Linked DNA regions of Hordeum vulgare: region 2 is linked to region 1. Evidence: chromatin contacts called from public Hi-C data. All regions are on one chromosome and are shown on one strand. Each heading gives the region's core, a stretch centred on a gene start, on an enhancer-like site or on the middle of the called end of the contact. The rest is flanking DNA. Distances are from core to core; before and after follow the strand shown. Region 1 holds the start of LOC123447725 (iron-sulfur protein NUBPL). Region 2 has its middle 20 kb from the start of LOC123447729.

Evidence for each region. A called contact is a pair of places that touch in the nucleus more often than the background predicts.
Region 2: a Hi-C map of leaf shows a contact between it and region 1, with 3 times the contacts expected there. The contact joins the enhancer-like site here to the promoter of LOC123447725 in region 1. A contact is called at or near these places in 3 of 6 Hi-C or Micro-C datasets (leaf and seedling) and 1 of 1 datasets of contacts at active chromatin or transcription factors (embryo).

What each region holds. Positions count from the first base shown.
Region 1 is chr4H:32,230,524-32,236,432 of MorexV3_pseudomolecules_assembly, forward strand. It overlaps LOC123447725 (iron-sulfur protein NUBPL), which reads right to left and starts at 4,528. Exons shown (of 8, transcript XM_045124366.1): 1 at 4,279-4,528; 2 at 4,016-4,139; 3 at 3,468-3,590; 4 at 2,410-2,507; 5 at 1,964-2,090; 6 at 1,797-1,882; 7 at 1,332-1,457; 8 at 497-800. The coding sequence starts at 4,302. The coding sequence ends at 630.
Region 2 is chr4H:32,337,525-32,343,110 of MorexV3_pseudomolecules_assembly, forward strand. No RefSeq gene overlaps it. Among protein-coding and RNA genes, the nearest start is that of LOC123447729, 20 kb to the right of the region's middle. Within about 2 kb of position 1,942, at least 1 of the 3 cell types and tissues checked has open chromatin away from gene starts, as enhancers often do. A contact at or near this core is called in leaf, where this site is marked.

The DNA of each region.
Region 1 (5,909 bases), core at 3,278-5,777:
GCCATTTGGTCTCTTGGACAGAAAGGATATCAATACCTCTCCTCACTGCCATATCAACTACCTCCCGAAGCTTACTTGTTAGAGACCCTATGTTCGAGCTACCTAAGCAAATCCTCCTAGGCTCAGCTAGCTTTCTTACCCTTCGCATTCGTCAAGTCAAGCGCAAAGACTTTTGCTCATTTTCCACTACACCCAAGCGCCGATGTAGCACGCCACTAAGGAGACGACCCGATCCTTGCTCACTTGCCATCTTATGCAGGTCAAAATACGGCACGCCACCAAGGGGGTGACTACCCGACCCTTGCCCGTTTGACAACACACCCGAGTTCCGATGTGGCCTATCGCTGAGCCTCAACGAAAATCTTTTGGGTTTCATCTCAATAAGAGTGACTAAGTTTTGTCGTTGGCTCGCCAAGCCTATCACAACCCTCCTCCTTTACCCGGGCTTGGGACCGACGCGCACACACACGTATCAAAAAACACATGGTGCCACAGGTTTTAGAATTCCCAGCTGAACCAGTGAGCAATCAGTTTGTCTAAGAACACCGAAAGGAGTTTTTAACGCAGAATGGTTGGACAGAGAGATGAAAGTAATGGAAGAAAGATGATACACATAGGGCGACACATTCTCAAAGGGAAATTTCTGGGGCCATCAGTCGCTCCTCGGCTAAGTCCTTGAGCCTCTGTGTCACCTTCTCAGCTACACGTAGGTAGGCTTGCGCCGATGCAGAGTTGGGTGACGATATCACAATTGGGTTGCCTTCGTCCGAACCGGTCCGGATGTCAATTTCAAGAGGTATCTGTTGAGGTAAAAAGAAAGGCAAACAAAGTAAGAAATGACTTCCCCCACAAAGTTACATAGACAACACTACTGGAATGGCCAAGCAGAAGTCATAAGATTTGGGTGGACTAAAAAAGGATCAAACGAAAAGACTAATCTGCCTCAAGATAAATCAAAAATAAAGCTGGAAGTACCTGACTAGTATGGTACACACTGTTCAGCCACTATGTGTCACAGTCTCACAGAGAGCAATATTGTTTTAGTAAATTAATCCAAAAGGCTTGATAACCAGCAAGCTATGCTGGCAACCAATTGTAGCCGACTCTGAATGCTGAAACTTTTCAGTACAGAACCATGAAATACATGTATAGACTAATGCCTCTAGCATTCATCGAAATTCAGAAGACAATATGTTGTTCATTTCACACTATTTACTCATCAAACACTAAAAAATCGACAAAAATCCTCAGACTGACACTAGATGCAAGATGGTTGCCAGAAGTACATACCAATTACAATAAACTATGACAATCTGACAAATTTCACTCACCTCGCCAAGAAACTCCATATCCATGTCTTCTGCAGTTCTCTGGGCTCCACCTTCTCCAAAAATGTAAGACTTCTCACCACACTTTGGGCACTTGAAGCAACTCATGTTCTCTACTAAGCCTAGAATCTGCCAAAATATACAGCTGAGTAATGCTGGGAAGAGTGGAAGACTTTGTGAAATATTGGATAGTGGCACATGCTAGAAATTTAAGCTAATTATTTTTCACTCGTGAAATGAATATGCCTACTGCGATTGAATTCTCATGAATAGATATGTGACAGTAATAAACTAACAATAGTAACTGATGCTGGTTGGCAATAACATTAACAAATAAACAGGGAAATGAACGGTGTGATAGGAATTAGAATTCTATCTGAATTAATGTTTAATATCTAATACACGCAAACGGCTAGAAACTAAGAAAGAAGTACAGATATCACAAAACAGAAGTTACATAGAACATACAGGAACTTGGACTTTACGAAACATATTTGCTCCTCTTCTAGCATCAATTAGAGCAATATCTTGAGGAGTAGAAACAATTAAAGCACCTGCAGAAACCACATGTAAACGAATGCTTAGAAAAATGCACGCATTAGTGTTGAATCTTCATAGAACAGACTTGTAAATACCAGATAACCGAAGCCTTTGGGACATTGATAGTTGAGCATCACCAGTGCCGGGGGGCATATCAACAACAAGAACATCCAGATTACCCCAGGCTACTCCCCTTGTCATCTTCTCAAGAGCACTCATTACCTGATAGCAAGACTTGTTAGGTGTTAGGGGATTCCATGTGATCAAAAAGATATCAAATACCAATTCATCCCTTGCTACTACTATGAATCCTAAATAAAGTAGTACAATGTAAAACTTAATAGTGGTAATGACAAATAACTTCAAACCAGGCACAAACAATTCTGACATGCTTCCTGTTTCCACTGGCGTAATTGTGCAGTAATATGCATGTTTCTAGTGATTCACCTATTTTTTGTATTTATTAAGTACGACAACAGGGCAGGAATGTTTTCCAGAAATCTGAAACAAGAAGTTAATGGAAACACAAGCAAAAACAAACCATAGGACCTCTCCAAACGATTGGTGCATCTTTGTCTACAAGAAACCCGATGGACATACATCGCACTCCATGGTTCTCAACTGGAATCATCTTCATGTCTACAGAGAGAGAGGAAGTCACAGTCAACCAACAGAGATGTGGCAAACATAAGCAAAGGAGCAGGTAAATAATTAGCAATGAAGTTCAGAATTCTGGTAGTTTAGGTAAATCAGTATCCACAAAATTATTAGTGACAATGTGGTGATAATAAAAGGCTAAGCTGCCGAGCATCACAGTTCACACGTTAATTAGTACTTGAAGACTCGCACAGAATTATATGCCCGAATAGCTCTATTCAACTCAGCTCATGTAGTGCAACGTTAAAATCGTGATAAACACAATATGTTTTGCCGCAGATTGTGACTGCCTGAGGCCCTGAAGTTACAGTTTGTCAGATTGATTTGATTAAAAGGGTGAGTCACCATAAGCTTGAAGCCTTCAACTGACCTCAAAACACTGATATGGCCAACATGCTCACATACTCAAATGAAAGTAGCAAGCATTATCCATATGCAAACTGAAGGAAAATATTGGCATGCCTGGGCGTTATTTGCCTGATGATAATGGGAACCGATTTCAAACGGATAATTACATTGTTCCAAGTAATCCTCCATATTTTAATAGGCATAGACCAACAGATTTTACTGCTTCATTCAGAACTTAGAACAGATATCAATTCGCAATGAATAATCACAATGTTTGTAATAGGGAGTTCTCTTCAGGTCTTTCTGCACAAAATGTGGATTGTATTTTACTACCATAAATTTGTGTCGAAACCAAGATTATTCAAATATAAATCCAAAATTGTACCATGCATAAAAAATGTGGGGAAACAATAATATCTATCTGTTAGGATCTTAGAATATGTAGCAGTACCAAGACAACAAGGAAAACCTCGTAACTCACAACAATAAAAAAAATTAGCCAGTTATTGTAGATTTAAATTTTTATGCAAAAATTATAACATGTTTGTATGGCATATACGCATATGCTGAGAGAGGTACAGCTGATAGTGATACCTTCACTTACTTCAGGCTTTTCATGCAGATGCATCATTGTGGGAATGGATGGCCCATATATATCAGCATCTAGCAAACCAACCTTGAGCTTAAACTCCTTCGCAAGTGCTACAGCAATGTTAACTGCAACAAAAAAGGTACCAGATATAAGGGGAATGTTATGGAGCAAGTACCAGATATAAGGGGAATGTGATGGAGCATCATAAGTGGTTCTTCTCGATTCAGTATAAGTTTGGTTCATGATAGTTTGGATGAAAAGCAAAGAGAGATTATGCACCTATATCACTTGGCATCTAGCTGCCCCAGGCCCTCTCCAGAACAGAACATTAGTTGAACGCCTTATTCAGAATCAAATTCTACGTCATGATAGTTAATGGGCATATCTTAGTTTGGCATCATTTCTACTTCCATGCGAATTTACAGTTTTCCTTTTCCTTTTAGAAAGTATATACAAACTCTACAATCCTAATGCATATTCCAATATACAGTACCTTACAACTCTCTGCACTGCCACTAACAAATTTGAAAAGAAGAGACCAGATTAGAACCTGCAGTGGTGGACTTGCCGACGCCGCCTTTCCCCGAGGCGACAGCAATAATGTCACTGACGCCAGTGATTGAGAGCCCGCCCTTCGCGGCGGCGCTGTAGCATCTCCTGCCACCAAGCAAACCCTGTAAAAAAGCAGGACCATGAGCACATTTCGAGAAAGCATTTCGGTGGAACGGGCATGAAATGGGCGCAAATTTGCAGCGGCCACTTGTGGGAAAATTCAATAATTTGGCAGCTGTAGGAGAAGATCTGTGGTCTCACCGAGCGAGAGGCGATCCGGAGCATCGGGAAGAAATAGGCCCGCCGGAGAGAGAACGTATGTTCTTCTTTTTCCCCTTCAGTCTTACTGGGACGGCGTGGTGGGCGGGGCCAGGGGGAGACTGGTGGTGGGCGGGAGAGGTCGCGGATTGGCTGGGTTGACGTGGGACGAGGAGTCCAGCGGCTTCAGAGGGGATCCGGTGGAGGTTGACGGCGGCGACCTTCCAGGAGGCGGCGGCGGCAGTGACGGAGGAGGGCTGTTTCGTGGGTTGGACTTGGAGGGCTGAGGGTGAGGGACCCGCGGCTTGGGCCATATGGGCCGATCCTCGTGGGCCAGGCCGCGGGCACATAATTTCACAGTCGTGCTTCCGGTTTCTCCGTTTCCGGTTGTTTTTTCTGGTTTTCGTTTTTTTAGTTTTGATTTTTTTTTTCTGTTTCCAGTTTTTCTATTTCCGGGTTTTCAAGTTTTTTTAGGAAAAAAATTCTGTCTAAACCTATTAATATGGGATCTAGATTTAAAGTTCTCGACGTGAAAAACACAAAAATGAATACAGCTTGTGATTTGAACGCACGATTCTAAATATAAAACGTATTGATAGATGAATGGATGAAAAAAAACATAAAACACACACGCAACAACAAGTGTCATACAAACAAGTGCGTCATTTGTCAACACGAGTGGGAGTGAAAGTGAACTTTGTGAGAGGCACCCTCTAACTAGTTATATGGATGAAAAACTAGCACAAATTTGCTGCAATTCTCATGGAGAATCAAAGCATGTGTTTCCTACACATTCACCTTTTTCTCATTGAAGAAAGTATTCGATAGCTTTAGTAAAGAGCGTGTGCAGAGATATGGCAAATTAGCGAAAGAAGCAGTTAACACCGTTAGGCCCTGTTTGGAATCATAATAGATTATGATAATCTGAATTATGAAGATAGATATATAATCTGGTTTATAAACATAATCTAGGTGGACATGTTTGAAGGCCAGATTATATAAACTGTAATTCAGGTTTTACATTGCATAATGACCTGTCTGTCCTCTGTTTTTTTTTAAAAAGAGGAGGGTGGCGGTGGTAGGAATGTAATTATCTCCAACTTTACAAGGCTAATGAGTCATTAGCAATCCATAATCTGATTTTAGCTGGTATAGAGTAGATTATGAGTTTTTAATAATCTATCCATCTAGTTTTTATAATCTACACCATAAGTTGTCCTGTTTGGAGACAGAATAGATTATAAAAACTGAATTATATAATCTGGGTGGTTCCAAACAGGGCCTTAATGCGATCACTTTTCATGCATTTCCGACGCGCACGTACCGAAATGTATGTGTGCGCGTTTCGAGGTAGCATTGTATTGGAGCTTTGTGTTGGGTAACGTAGCATAAATTCAAAAAATTTCCTACGCATGTTCAGATCTTTCTATGGAGAGACCAGCAACGAGAGAGGGGTAAGAGCATCTTCGTACCTTTGAAGATCGCTAAGCGGAAGCGTTGCTAGAACGCGGTTGATGGAGTCGTACTCGCGGCGATTCCGATCTAGTGCCGAACAACGGCACCTCCGCGTTCAACACACGTGCAGCCCGGTGACGTCTCCCGCACCTTGATCCAGCAAGGAGGAGGGAGAGGTT
Region 2 (5,586 bases), core at 692-3,191, 100 kb after region 1:
GAATAATTTATGCAATTGATGGGATGAATTTGTGGTGTTTTTATTTTATACTATGTTCTTTTTGATAAGTGTTACGTAGTTAAATGAAAATTGAATTGCAAGGCTGGCAGCAAACAAAATGTAATTTACCTATTGAAATAAGGTAGGCGGTAAAAAAAAATTCCAGGTTCCGCTCATGCTGAGATCAGGAAGCTGAATAGCCTGGTCTCATTGTTCGCTTATTAGTCCATCTGGAAGGAGCGGAATAATTCGTGTCTTCGTGGGCAAGGCCAAGGAGCTGGGCCGTGTGGTGACTCAGATCAAGAGTGCTGTTTTTTGCTGGTACGAGGCTGCAGCTAGCTGCTTTGAGTCCTTGTTTAGCTAAGTTTGGATATTCTTTTGGGTGGTATTGCTCCTTGAGTGTTCGTCTCTGGTGTTGCATTCTTCAGTCATTTGTGCATTTTTGTTGTTGGTCGCCTCTGGGTCGACTTGAACTTATACCCTGAACTTTGTGTGTCGCTCTTTCTATTATGATCATATGCAGTTCTCCTACATATGGTTCGAAAAATGTAGGAGGTGATTTTGAATGGGAAACCGCCTCTAATACTTAAGTCTTGGAGGCTGTTTCAGAGGTGGATGCATGTAACTTCGTGCAGTCGTTGGGTTGCATATAAGGCGTTGTTAAAGTGTTTCATGAGCCAACGGATCACTAATAATACTCTTATGCTATTGATCTTCTAAGTTTTCTTGTCGTATTTAACTACATTTACAAATTGTGTGGATTAATTTATATTGGTATGTAATGTAGGATCAGACGAAATATGTACTCCAAAATTTGACATTATTGAAGTTCTAGCCATTGTTTTTCCTCGAGAATACCCTAGAAATTCACATTCTAACCGATGAAAGATCCGATGGCTTTTGAAAAGGCGGCGAAGGAAACGTGCAGAGATGGAGAATTGGCAAGTAGTCAAAACCTTAAGTGCTATATTTTCTCATGCATTTTTGCGCAAGGCAGCAGTAGTGCAATAGATGTGCACGTACCGAAATAGATGTGCACGCGCATTGCCAGTTATCTAGCACTGTATCGGCCGAAAGACTGAGATTCCATTCCGAGATGCCAATGTAAATGATTAACAATTCAGCTCGAACCTAACGTGTGCATGCATGCACTAAGTATCAGGAATCTCTTGAAAATTTATACTAGCATGCAATGCAAGAAGTTGCGAGGCGGCTGAAACAAAACGTGTCCCAGCTTGCAAAGCTAACTTGCATGATCAATGGTCAAAAAACATACTGAAGCTCATGATGAAACAACAGAAGCTGGGAACAAAATGCCGCATGACGTAATGACGAGACTTGGGACGGATCTCAGGAAGGCCCACGTCATCGTCTCACCAATTGCTTTAGCGACGAAAGCCATCTCCTCGCCATTTCCCAAAGTACAAACTTGCTCCGTTTCTATTTACTTCAGGTATTAGCTTTGACTGAAACCAAATTTTGTAAAATTTGATCAAGTTTGTAGAAACTATATAAACATTTACAGTATAAATTATATGATGTGAAAATAAGAGTCTTTCGCAACACGGCTTCACCGACCACAATTATTTTTGCAACACAAAGAGGAGGCCCGCCTCTGGGCGTTGGCGGGAGCTAAATATCTGAGTGCACTTATGTCGTCAGAGTACTCTTTTATTTTTGCTTGTCTAAATCTTCTTCTTAATTTATAAAAACTGGCAATTCTTTTGCTTTATTTTAAAAAAATATGTTGTGAAAATATATGCTATGATGAATCCAATAATATTGATTTAATGGTGTATATTATTAAAAGTATTTAAGGTTTAACTTTATACAAACCTAATATGTAATAAAATAAATAAAAACGAAGAGAGTACTTGTGCACACACGCACCAGACACTACTCGTGGGGAAACGAGTAGATAAAAAGTTCTCCTTACACCAGCCATACATTGGATCGGCGGACGGCTGAACGATTGCGCTGCCCTTGACGAGATCGGGTCCAAGTCTAGTGTTTACGTCGACATCAAGCAGGCACGTCCCAACGGCTTTAGCTCGCTCGGGTGGTCTGTTGACTCTTGTTTCATCATGAGTCTCACCAAGCTTGTTTGACCCTTCCGCGCCTAAAGTAGCCGCTGCAAAGCCGTGGTACATGCATGCTTGTGTGTGTGCATCAGGATAGCAACTTCTTGCATGCTCCAACTCGTTTCCAAGCTTGATGTTTTTTTTCTTCTTCTAACACGATAGAATTTTTTTAAAGAAAATCCAGATCTACCATAAACATTATTTCCTTCGTCCGGAATTACTTGTCGTACAAACAGATAAAAATAATTGTATCTAAAACTAGAATACATCTAGATACATACATTTTCATGACATGTATTTTTGGACCAAGGGAGTACAAAGCACCTCAAACTTCATGAAAACTCATCGAGCTCTCTAGAGCACCGAGTAATCATTATCAACGTCGGAACGAGCTGCTAATGCGCCTCTGACGTAGCTCACTTAGCAAAAACAGCTTGACCTTGTCTATGGCAACCGAAAAGTTTTTGTACACGTTGCCCAAATGACCAACGCCCTGAAGTCACAGTCGTTGGAGTTGAACCCTTAAATAGATCTAAAGTAACTGATATCAAATCTTGCCATCATGCACAACCACAAGAAATCCTAATCTCATCGCCGTAAGAGATGGCGGGATTTTAGAGGGTAGAATGTTTGGAAATCCAATTTGGCTCTAGGGAGCATATGTTCATGTGCGCACAAAATATATTTTGCAAAAGTCGGAAAAAATAGATGGGTTCATTATCGCACCAAAATGCTACCTCTAAATTTTTAGGAGAAATGTTTAAGCAATTTGACCTGTAAAATAAACAAGCCGGACAACAAATGGTACTTCCAAATGTTACGCTTAAATTTCGTTTTGCATAAAAGTTATCAATCACACTTGTTTCACTAACATGAACATCTAAAAAGACAGAAATTTTAAAAATTCATTTACTACTTATTTTGAATTTGTTATTCATTCAGGAGCATATGCTCCCAAGAGCCAAAACGGCACTTCCCTGTAGTAAGTGCTAGTTAATAAAGCTAAAGTAGTTTACTTGCTTCTTATTTTTGAAGGATAATAAGTAGTTACTTGTCAAAGTTACTCCCCCGCTATTGGTAGTCTAAATATTTTACTCCTACTTGCTATTTGTGAACACAGGTATGTACGTGTGTGGCAACGATCATGTATGATAATTAAAGCTCATGCGCTTTTTGGCTTAACTAAGGCATATGCATGCACACATGAACCACGAGCTGAATTGTTAATCGCTTCATCACTCCGGAATCCCTGATCTTTCTCGTTGTCTTCTCAAAGTATCCGATACTCCCACTCTTCCGTACCTGACTCCCGGCATTACTATCTTTCAAAATTTCACCTAAAATATGGTACTCCCTTCGACCTATATTAATTTTATTTGATTTAGTACAATCGAAGGGAATAGAAACAAGCAGTGATATACACAACAACATATATATGGGATCATGTCAGAAAAATAAAGGAAATTTAGTTTTGATTGTGAATAGTGAACAATCAAATTTTGGTGGTGAATTCGACTCATTATTGGCACTGAATTTAGCCTATTTAACAACATTAGTGTTGGATTTGACTTTGCTTCTCATGCTAGAAACTGAATTTTGGATTTTAAACATTATGACATAATAGAGAAAGGTTAATATTTCTGTTTAGAATTTTCACAATTTTATAGCAATTCTTAGGTGAGCCAAAATAGGTGAGTGCACGAGGAGTACATTCTTTGTCCGGGTGCAAATGGGTGTCCTTTAGGATCCATTTTTTGGGATTTTATAAGTTTTACATTAGTTTTGTCATGCTACTTAATTTTGCCACTAGAAATTTCAACTACTTAAAAATGTCATCTTTATGTTGAGTGTGTGCTAAATGTCACTCAACACTATTATCGTCCGGTCAAAGGCCATAGACAGGGGTTGAAGTGACTAAAATACCCCTGGACCACACTTGTCATTGTTCCCTCTACAGCTCATTGTTACATATGGATCCTAATTTTCAGCATGCAAAGATTGAAACTAGAAGCAAAAAATAGCTTTGCGTGCGGGAGATCGAATTCCCATGTGTCCTCATTTTTTCTTATAATTTAATTCTTTGTGTGCTTGGCAAAGCCGAATTTCCTTTGAAATTTTACTTTGTTTGAAGCATACGACTATAGAAAGGAGCTGCTGGTTACTTTTAATTGTCGATGAAGCCTAACATATTGTTGATAGCAAGTGTAACATTTTTTACGAGCGTTGGCCTTGATATTTTTCTAGTGTTATCTTTTTGCCAAATGTTTACCTTTTTGCCAATTGTTTTTCGGCCCATACTTGGCAAAGGTCCTTCTTTGCCGAGTGTTTGTGTTCATTTTTCCACAGGTATGCGGCAAAGGTCGTTTTTCCTGAGTGCCTGAGGTAAGGTGTTCGGCAAAGAGCGTAACACTCGGTGTAGAACCATTTTCTGGTAGCGGGGTTGAAACAAGGAAATTGATTTATCATGCTAGCTAACTAAATCTTCCAGGAATATTGCATTAAACTGAAATCAAGTAAATTTCATGTCACAAAAACTAATCCTAAAACGTACACACACATTTTTTTTCTAAAAAGGGTGTTTTATTACTTAAAGTAAGCGTTACATCCGACCTCTGCATAACTAAGATGCACACAGCCAAATAATGTCCTCTTAATCAAACGGAACGAAATATATTGAGACATGCATAGTCTGTATAACGCCTAAAGCGTAGGGGGGCAAATCCTAAGATCATGCTGCCACCCATGTTGGATAAAAGTATCCCTCGCCGTAGCCTCCAATCGTGTACACACCTTCGTAAATAGGTCTTGATTCTTCATGCATTGTAGAGAGGACCATAAACGAAGAGTCCTGGTACATTTGTAAATAACCTGTATAGGAGAAATACTTTTATCGCTAAAAATCTTATCATTTCTACATAGTCAAAGCGACCAAATAATGGCAAGCGCTCCCACCCTAAGAAGGGTTCTAAACGTGTGATCAATGCCATGTAGCCATTTGCCAAATACATTAGCAACACTACAAGAAGGATGCAAGCCAGAAGGTATTTGGATGACTGATCATATAAAAATAGCCAATTTGCATTGGAAGAATAAATGGTTTATTGTCTCATCATGATGACAAAAAACACATTGCGGACTTCCATGCCAAGTCCTTTTAATAAGGTTACCTTTCGTAAGAATGACTCCGCGACGAAGATACCATGCAAACATTTTATTCTTAAGCGGTTTCTTCATCTTTCAGATCTTTTTATTATTATCAACTCGCACATCAGACTAGATTAATGCTCTATACATAGACTCCACTGAAAACTGTCCATTCTCATTGAAAAACATCGTGTACACACACATATAGTGTACATATAACAAGTAGCACTAATTTTTGGAAACCATTGTTCATGCTTCCCATGAAATCAGACGGGACATATATATCGATACAAATAATAGCTTAACCCAGCGGAAATTCGTTTTGGCTATGGGGTATATATGCTCCTGAAATCTGTCACTG